Regions from separate parts of the Macaca mulatta genome. Here region 1 is linked to region 2. Evidence: chromatin contacts called from public Hi-C data. All regions are on one chromosome and are shown on one strand. The core of a region is the stretch at or near the end of the contact, and the rest is flanking DNA. Distances in the headings are between cores, read along the strand shown.

Region 1 (4,146 bases), core at 1,297-3,796, 210 kb after region 2:
AAATGTGTGCTTTAGTGAGGATAGAAATGCCCTAGGCTAAAAAATAAACTGACTTTTCCAAAGCCATTCCCAGCCAGTAACGGCCATGTAGAAGAGTTGCGAATAGCAGATTGTGAGCGTTAGGTATTTAGAGTTGGTCCCTCTACAGTGTTTCCAAACCCCCATGAAACTGAGAAATCCTATGTGGATCTGGGCCATTAACTCAAGGGAGAAAGGAAAACCATGAAACATGGTAGTATCCATTCTGCAGAAGATTTTTGTGTGCTATGGTAGACGGCCTTCTCTCGGGGTACACAGGAGCGATGTCCAATAGTCCACCCTTATCCTTGGGGGATATATTCTGAGCCCCCCTGTGGAGGCCTGAAACTGGAAATAGTACTGAATCCTATATGTACTATGATGTTTTCATCTGACAGCCGAGACAGCTACTAAGTGAATAACAGGCAGACAGTGTATACAGCATGGATACACTAGACAAAGAGATAATTCATGCCCCAGGCAGGACAAAAGAGAACAATTTCATAATACTACTCAGAATGGCATGCAATCTAAAGCTTATAAATTGTTTATTTCTGGAAATTTCCATTTAATTTTTCAGACTGCAGTTGATTACAGGTAACTGAATCCACACAATGTGAAACTGCAGGCACAGGAGTGCTACCGTATTCACCACCCACTCATTAACCACTTCGTAGCTGCTTCAGATATCAAATCCACCATCGGTTTTCCAGTGTTTGTGTTCAAGGAACCCTTGTTTCACTTAATAATGGCCCCAAAATGCAAGAGTAGTGATCCTGGCAATTTAGGTATGCCAAACAGAAGCTATGAAGTGCTTCCTTGAAGGAAAAAGGTGAAAGTTCTTGACTTAATAAGGAAAGAAAAAACTCGCATGCTGAGATTGCTAAGCTATACGGCAGAAACAAAACTATCCGTGAAATTGTGAAGAAGGAGAATGAAAGGGATAGATGGTATATATAAGGTTTGGTGCTGTCTCCAGGTTCGGGCTTCAAGAGTTTTGCAATGTATCCACTACAGATAAGTTGGGGGGCTACTGTATCATCGAACACCCTTAAAAATCTGACTGTTTTGCAAAGAGTTTCCTGGGAATAACAGCATCCCTTAAATGTCCAGAAAATCACTGAAACTTCACCCCCAAATTCTTCTATTATTATTTAAGGCAATAATAACATTAGGAGTGTGTACATACCTTCCCTTGGATCCATAAATTACCAAATTTGAGGACCCCTGGCTAAGGGTACCTGGGGAGGAGTGGGGTGTACCCTTCATCATCCTCATCTGCCCCCTGGTGGCACATTTTGTCACTCTGGACTCCTGCCCTAGGCTGCCAACAGCCTATTTAAACGAAATATCCCTGATATTTAGTAGTTTGTATATTTCCAGAAAACTTTTCAACTACTGAGATTATCACTTCCTCTCACCATAAAGTTGTATAGCATTGTCCAATAATACTATTGTCGCCTGCTTTATCTGTTAATACTTGATTTGTCTCATACTTAAACTGATTTTTGTCACAAGTAGTTTCCCCAGAAATTTTGTTATTGTTTGCCTGTTTTTCCTATATGTCCAAATGTATCCATTTTTGATCTATTTATATACCCATTTTGTTATCTTCAGGTGCATTATTTGGTTTTCATTTTAAAAATTTCTTTCCTGTTCTGCAACTGAAAAACACTGAGAAACCTACTCTGTTCCCGCATCCGAGCCATTCCACAGGCAGTTTTCCCCATACGAAAAACTCTGTCTTCCGCTGATTTGTGGCATGTCTCAGTTCCGTGACTTCTTTTCCTCTCTCTCCCTACTTGCTGCTATCCCTTTTCTCCATGTGTCTCTAACATGCCTGTGTTCTTCAAGATCTAGTGCAACCACATTCCCTCCCACAACTCTATTTTTATGAGGAATAGCCAAGCAGGACTCCCAAGACATTATACAGGAGTGCCTACAGGGCTCTCTCCTTGGCAGTCCCACAGCACCGCAAATGCCCTGTGTCTGCCAATACTCATCAGCCTCTCTTCCCGTGTGCCTCTCCTGGGACCCTAAGAGAGGAACCGTCCTGCAACTTTCCACTTTCTCCAGACAGGGACTTGTGTGCCTTTTCCGTGTCTCTGACTCCTTTATTCGGTTATAATACAGGTATCTGTCTGCTATAACTCCTGAAACTCTCTTATGTAAATGCACTTTTCTCATTCTCCGCCTCACATCTTAGCCCAGACCACACCATCTCCCCCCGGTCTTGGATACCTTCCATGTTTCCAGTGGTCTGCTCCCACTCCACACTGCAGTACCGTGATTTTTCTAAAACATGGATCGGTTCCTGTCACTCCCCTGTGAAAACTCATCCATGTGGAGTCTGACTGGTCTGCATTTGGGGACTGGACAGAGTGAGAAGGGATCTTGTGTCAGCCAGGACTCCGGTAGACGCCCCTATGCAATATCCACTTGTGGTGGTCGGGGGCGGGGAAGGGGCGGGCTTGAGCCCCCTTCCCCCCTCCTCCTTACTGCGGAAAGCTGCGGAGCGAGCAGCACTCACTTCCTATTCAGCATTCAGCAGGGAGGGAGCCTCCGAACAGCCACGTAGGCATTCTCTTCTCTCTGGAGGAAAAGGCCCAGCAGCTGTCCGAGGAAAAGACCCACCAGCTGTCAGCAAAGGGACATGTCGCAGCTAAGTAAGAATCTGGGTGACTCGAGTCCTCCAGCGGAGGCCCCGAAGCCGCCTGTCTATAGCCGCCCTACGGTTCTGATGCGGGCCCCGCCCGCTTCCTCCCGGGCTCCGCCAGTCCCTTGGGATCCACCTCCAATTGACTTGCAGGCTTCATTGGCCGCTTGGCAGGCACCTCAGCCTGCCTGGGAGGCCCCACAGGGCCAGCTGCCCGCCCCGGTGGTTCCGATGACCCAGCCTCCTGCCCTGGGGGGCCCGATAGTCCCGGCTCCCCCGCTGGGGGGACCGATGGGTAAGCCTCCAACTCCCGGGGTCCTGATGGTGCATCCTCCGCCTCCGGGAGCCCCGATGGCCCAGCCTCCGACCCCGGGAGTCCTGATGGTGCATCCTTCAGCTCCCGGAGCTCCCATGGCCCATCCTCCTCCTCCGGGGACCCCAATGTCCCACCCTCCCCCTCCGGGGACCCCGATGGCCCATCCTCCCCCTCCGGGGACCCCGATGGCCCATCCTGCTCCTCCTGGGACCCCGATGGCCCATCCTCCTCCTCCTGGGACCCCGATGGTTCATCCTCCTCCTCCTGGGACCCCGATGGTTCATCCTCCCCCTCCGGGGACACCGATGGCTCATCCTCCCCCTCCGGGGACACCGATGGCCCAGCCTCCCCCTCCGGGGACACCGATGGCCCAGCCTCCAGCTCCGGGAGTCCTGATGGCCCAGCCTCTGACTCCGGGAGTCCTGATGGTCCAGCCTGCTGCTCCGGGAGCCCCGATGGTCCAGCCGCCTCCTGCAGCCGTGATGACCCAGCCTCCGCCTTCAGGAGCACCGATGGCCAAGCCTCCAGGTCCAGGAGTCCTGATGATTCATCCTCCAGGTGCGAGAGCTCCAATGACCCAGCCTCCAGCTTCAGGAGCACCGATGGCACAGCCAGCGGCCCCACCTGCACAGCCGATGGCCCCACCTGCACAGCCGATGGCTTCTTGGGCCCCGCAGGCTCAGCCTGTGATCCTGCAAATCCAGTCTCAAGTTATAAGGGCTCCTCCGCAGGTTCCCCAGGGCCCGCAGGCACCCCCAGCGCAGCTGGCCACACCCCCGGGCTGGCAGGCGACCTCGCCAGGATGGCAGGCCACGCCGCAAGGCTGGCAGGCCACTCCCTTGACCTGGCAGACCACGCAGGTCACCTGGCAGGCACCAGCCATTGCCTGGCAGGTGCCGCCGCCTGTGCGCCAGGGGCCCCCGCCCATCCGCCCTGGCCCACCACCCATCCGCCCTGGCCCACCACCAGTGCGCCAGGCCCCACCGGTGATCCGCCAGGCCCCACCGGTGATCCGCCAGGCTCCACCGGTGATCCGCCAGGCGCCACCGGTGATCCGTCAGGCCCCACCGGTCATCCGCCAGGCCCCACCTGTGCTCCGCCAGGCCCCACCTGTGCTCCGCCAGGCCCCACCTGTGATCCGCCAGGCTCCACCTGT
Region 2 (4,735 bases), core at 453-2,952:
TTTAAATAATAAATTATTAATACTTTAAGCCACTAAGTTTGGGGATGGGGAAAACTAACACATACATCATGGCTTTAAATATTCAGGCATGTGACTGACTCCCATGTTTTTTATCTCTAGTACACACTTCTACGCTTCGCACGTACAAATCTTACAGCTAACTTGAAACCCACTTGAATTTTTACAGATTTCTTTCATGCATCAAAAGTCAGAAATGGAACTCCGATTCTTCCCTCTTGAAAGCTACTCCCACTCCTCCATTCTGCATCTCAATAAATGGCATTGCCTTTAGAATAAGCATCTTAGGTCCAACACCTAGCTTATTCTCCATACTTCTGAATAACCCACTCCCTCCACCTACTCTCCTATTTCAAATTCTATCTACCTTGAAAAGAATAACAAATCTATGTGCTTTTCATCCCTAAAGTAATTCAAGCAACTATCATCTCTTGCCCAGGTGACTGTAAAAACCTACCAAATGGTGTAGCAGGAACATACTTGGGGATATGACTTTATTTGGTTCCACCTCGTGTCTTTCTCTTCATTTCCCCCATTCAAGGACACAGTCACATCTCTGCTCATTAAATTACTCGGGACTTCAGTAAGGTTACATCTGTAATGTCCAGTAAGGACATTAAGGTTCAGTAAGGTTACATCTGTAATGTCCTTGAGTCTTCCCAGTTTCTGTTTTCGGAACCCACATCTTAGATGAGGGAAAAGACGTGATAATAAGGCAAAATGCCACAGTTAGAGCACGGAGGAAAGAGCAGAACAGAATGAGCAGTTAGTCAGAGGCCTTCAAAAATGCATCGCCTCTTCCTAATCTCCCTCAGAATCCTCACTTTTGATACAGCCGTGATGGACATAGAAGAGAGACTTCATAACACGGCACTAGCACACAGGCTTCACACAGGCAACTGTCCCTCTCCTGCCACTGCTGCCTCTCAGAAAGCGCAGGAGTTCAGCCAGGCTGGGAGGGGAGACTCTTCAGAGGGAGATCCTGGAAATGAAAACTTTCTAGTTTTCTTTGGGCTGCTTCCACCACAAGCTCTCCTGCCCTCGTGTCAGCACCCCGCCCCAGTGTCTAGCTCAGTGTAGGCATCAAAATCACTCGCAGGGCTTGTTAGACATCGGCGGGTCCACCCCTTGAATTTCTGACTGACAGGGCAGGAGTGGACTAGGCACCTGGTTTCTAAAGTTCAATCAGCCCTGGCCACTAAGGATGGAGACCCCGGGGAAGAGAAGGCGGTGGGCGCAGGGCTCAGACGCAGTGGTGAGGCTTCCCTAGGAGGGCTCACCTCCAGCCTGTCAATCTGCCCACATTGCCTTCATGCAGCTGCTCTCTTTCCAAAATTAGGGTCTGTTATTTGACTCTAATGCTACTTTGGTGACCCGCACAGCGTACTTCCAAGTCCTAACAAACTTCCCAATTAGATGTTGTCAAAGAACAGAACTGGGCAATGCCTGTGTGGTTTGGTTGCTCCCTACAGGCGCAGTAACAAATCAGAAAAAGAACACTTGTGGCTTGAGAGCTCCAGGGGAGGGAGGAGCTGGAGGAGAGAATGACAGGCCAATACCCCCTCCTGATCCCCCCTCCCAGCCCTGGAGCTTTCTGGAAGTTGCCAAACTAGCGCAGCCGCAAAGTGGACTCTGCAATGCTGTAAGAATAGTGCGCAGGCGCCAGGAAGCCCCCTCCTCGAGCAAAGCTAGCCCCTGCAGTGTATCAAGAGTGCGCATGCGCCCAGAAACCCCTTCCCTCCTGAAGCCGACCCCTGCAGTGCGGTGGAGAGACTGCGCATGCGCCAGAAGGCCCCCCTGCCTCTGTGCTATTAGCCGATCTCCACCCATTTCCTCCCACCTCTCCTTCCAGGTGATTGACACTAGCTGAGGCCTGGTGGATGAAGGCCTGCAAAATGGTGGCCCTGTGCGACCAGTTTCCCTATGCAAATGTGGCTTGAACGTTCTGTGTTGCTGCGACATCACCTAAGCACCTGTCCCCATCCTCAGATGGACAGATCTTAGAACAGGAAAGTGTGCTGATAGTAGGCCGAGGTCAGATCGGCTCAGATTTCTTGAATCAGGGCTTTCTTGGGTTGTGATTCTCTTTTCACTCTGAATTCTTCAAAGCTCCTTATTCTTCCTACTAGAGATGTCATCTTAGGGGCCTGCAACTGGCTTTGCCTTTTCTGTTTCCTAAGTCATGGGTTACCCGTGTTTCTTTTTCTTTAACCTTAGAGACAAGGTTGCTGTGTCACCCAGGCTGGAGTGCAGTAATGGGATCACAGCTCCCTCCCTGCAGCATCAAACTCCCAGATTTGAGCCATCCTCCCACCTCATCCTCCTGAGTAGCTGGGACTACAGGCAGCTGAACTGCACTCAGCTAATTATTTTTGTTTGTGTGAAGAAGAGGCCCTCACTATTTTGCTCAGGCTGTTCTTGAACTCCTGGCCTCAAGCCATCCTTTTGCCTCAGCCTCCCAAAGAGCTGGGATTATAGGCCCACCCGGTCACTGTTACCAGTTCTTAAAATTTACACGCCTACAGCCACTGAGCACTGAGATTATTCTGGATTTTAACTTCTCACAGATAAAAGAAGTCAAGACAGAAGCACAGGCGGAGGGCCTAGTTACTTTTGAAAGGAGTCCTATTGAAGGGGGAAGACTCAATTCGAAAGCAGAGTTTTGGAGCAAGAAAAGGAGAGGCAGAAAGCACGAGTGTCCCTGCTGGTCCCCTCCCCACTTCCGTGTCCTCGCTAAATCCTTACCCTGGTGTTCCCTAACTCTTCTCAGGCTAAGAACCACATTTCCCTAATCAGCTCCTGTTTAAACAGTCTGGTTTCAAACTGGCCACGTTATAAACCACACCTTCATCATCCTTTCTCAGAGACCCAGCTAAACAAGACTTCTCTGGAAAGCACAGATCTGGGATAACACAGCAAAGCTCCTATTTCTCACGCCAGTTCAATACTTCTTAAGGTATAGGGTTTCTCTCAGACTGTAGGGAGAGCTTCCCTAGATTGCTTCTTCACACCTCTATCAGGAACGCATAACCACACAGTTTCATCAGACTGAATGGCAGGAAGACGGAATCTGACGCAGGTGAAACCTGATCGGAGCCTCATCATCTCTCCCTGGAGCTTCAGAAAATGCCTACCTGCTTCCACCCCTGCCCCTCCCTCTAGCTGTATCATTCATACAGCTGAATGAGAATGAGACCATGCACAACCTCTCTGTTCACACCCTGCAATGGCCATGTATTCGGCTCAGAGCGGAAGCCAGATTCCTCAGCATGCCCTGAGCACTAAGAATGACTCCGGCCATGCTGGCCTCCTTGCAGTCCCCTTGAAAAATGAGCTCTCTTGTAGGGCTTTTGCCCTCCCTAGGACACTCCACTCTGCATCTGTTGATTAACTCTTTCATTTCCTTCAAGTTTTTGCTCACAACTCAATTCAGCTGAATCCTGTTTTGGTCACCCTATTTACTGTAGAAACCTGAGGCATCAAGTGCTCTGTAGTCATCTTACCTTCATGCACTTTGTTCACCACTCTCATTGCCTTCTTACCTACGATATAATATACATAAAATATAAATGCATAGTAATATAAATTCTGATTGTAAACTCCATGAAATCAGGTCGCTTTATTTTGCACACTAATATATCCAAGCTCCTGGGACAGTGCTTCCTATGTAGGGGGTATTTGAGAAATATTTTTAAATATGTAAGTGAATACTTAGGTCTCAGGGTTAAGACACTTAATATGAAATGACAGTTTAGGAAGCGTGAGTTGGTTGGGAGAAAAAGCAAAAGAAAAAAGTGGCCCAGCAAAATTCTTAGGCTCAGAAATAATCTTCCCAAACTCTTTTTGTGTGTGTGTGTGTGTGTGTGTGTGCACAAAGAGGGTAATGCCATCACAATGAAGACTTTGTAAAGAATGATGAAGTCTGTACAGGCACCAGAAAGACGACTCAAGAAGCCGGACGTGCAGGCTTGCTGCCGCTCTCCTCCTCCTGCCTCAGGAAGCCATCCTACACGATGTTCACCAAGCTTGCTTCCCTGGAACCAAAAGTGCACACATTTGGGCATGAACTTCTTTTCCCTAGAAGGCCTCGATTTCACAATTGGTGGCCTCCGTTTTAGTATTTTGGTCTCTACATGTCTGAATCACATAGCCTGTCCTCAGAAGTCCACTTCTGTCCCACAGCCAGGGAGGGCTTCGAGGGATTAGCTGCCTAGAATGAGCAACGGAGACTGGCAGGGGTTGTAGTTCCCTTTTTGAGATCCGGGCAAGGCTACCCGGGAGCCTTGGTTCTGTTCATCGGACCTGAGACAAGCATCTTCTGGGAGAGATACTTTTGACAGCTTGCAATACGTAAAATATGCCTACCCTTAGACCTAACCATGTTATTTTTCCATAAATCATATTTTAAAGAGGAGAGAATAAGAATGTCCCACTGCAACATTGTGATAGTGGAAAAATTAGCAATGATCTAATTATCTATAAATAGATGGCTGACAACAAAACACAGTGTGTGTGATACTGTATAACACAGAGGTGATCTACAATGCTGATATTTTACAAAGTAAGAACAATTTTAAATTTCACTAATAATAATAAAAAAAAACCTGTTCTATAGTCACTTTTGATTACATTTGTAGAGGCATCAAACCCTTTGTGGATGCTGATCAATTTGTAAAAAGGATCACAAATTTTAAGTTAAATGAAGATGGGGAATTGA

The links. Hi-C and Micro-C count contacts between places; a contact is called where the count stands out from the background.
Region 1: a Hi-C map of fetal cortex germinal zone shows a contact between it and region 2, with 3 times the contacts expected there. The contact joins the promoter of MAGEL2 here to the enhancer-like site in region 2. A contact is called at or near these places in 4 of 14 Hi-C or Micro-C datasets (cortical neurons, fetal cortex germinal zone, fetal cortical plate and 1 more).

Annotation. Positions count from the first base shown.
Region 1 is chr7:6,301,560-6,305,705 of T2T-MMU8v2.0, forward strand. It overlaps MAGEL2 (MAGE family member L2), which reads left to right and starts at 2,547. Exons shown (of 1, transcript XM_015141687.3): 1 at 2,547-4,146. The coding sequence starts at 2,672.
Region 2 is chr7:6,091,704-6,096,438 of T2T-MMU8v2.0, forward strand. No RefSeq gene overlaps it. Among named protein-coding and RNA genes, the nearest start is that of NDN, 170 kb to the right of the region's middle. Within about 2 kb of position 1,703, at least 7 of the 40 cell types and tissues checked have an H3K27ac peak or open chromatin away from gene starts, as enhancers often do. A contact at or near this core is called in fetal cortex germinal zone and fetal cortical plate, where this site is marked.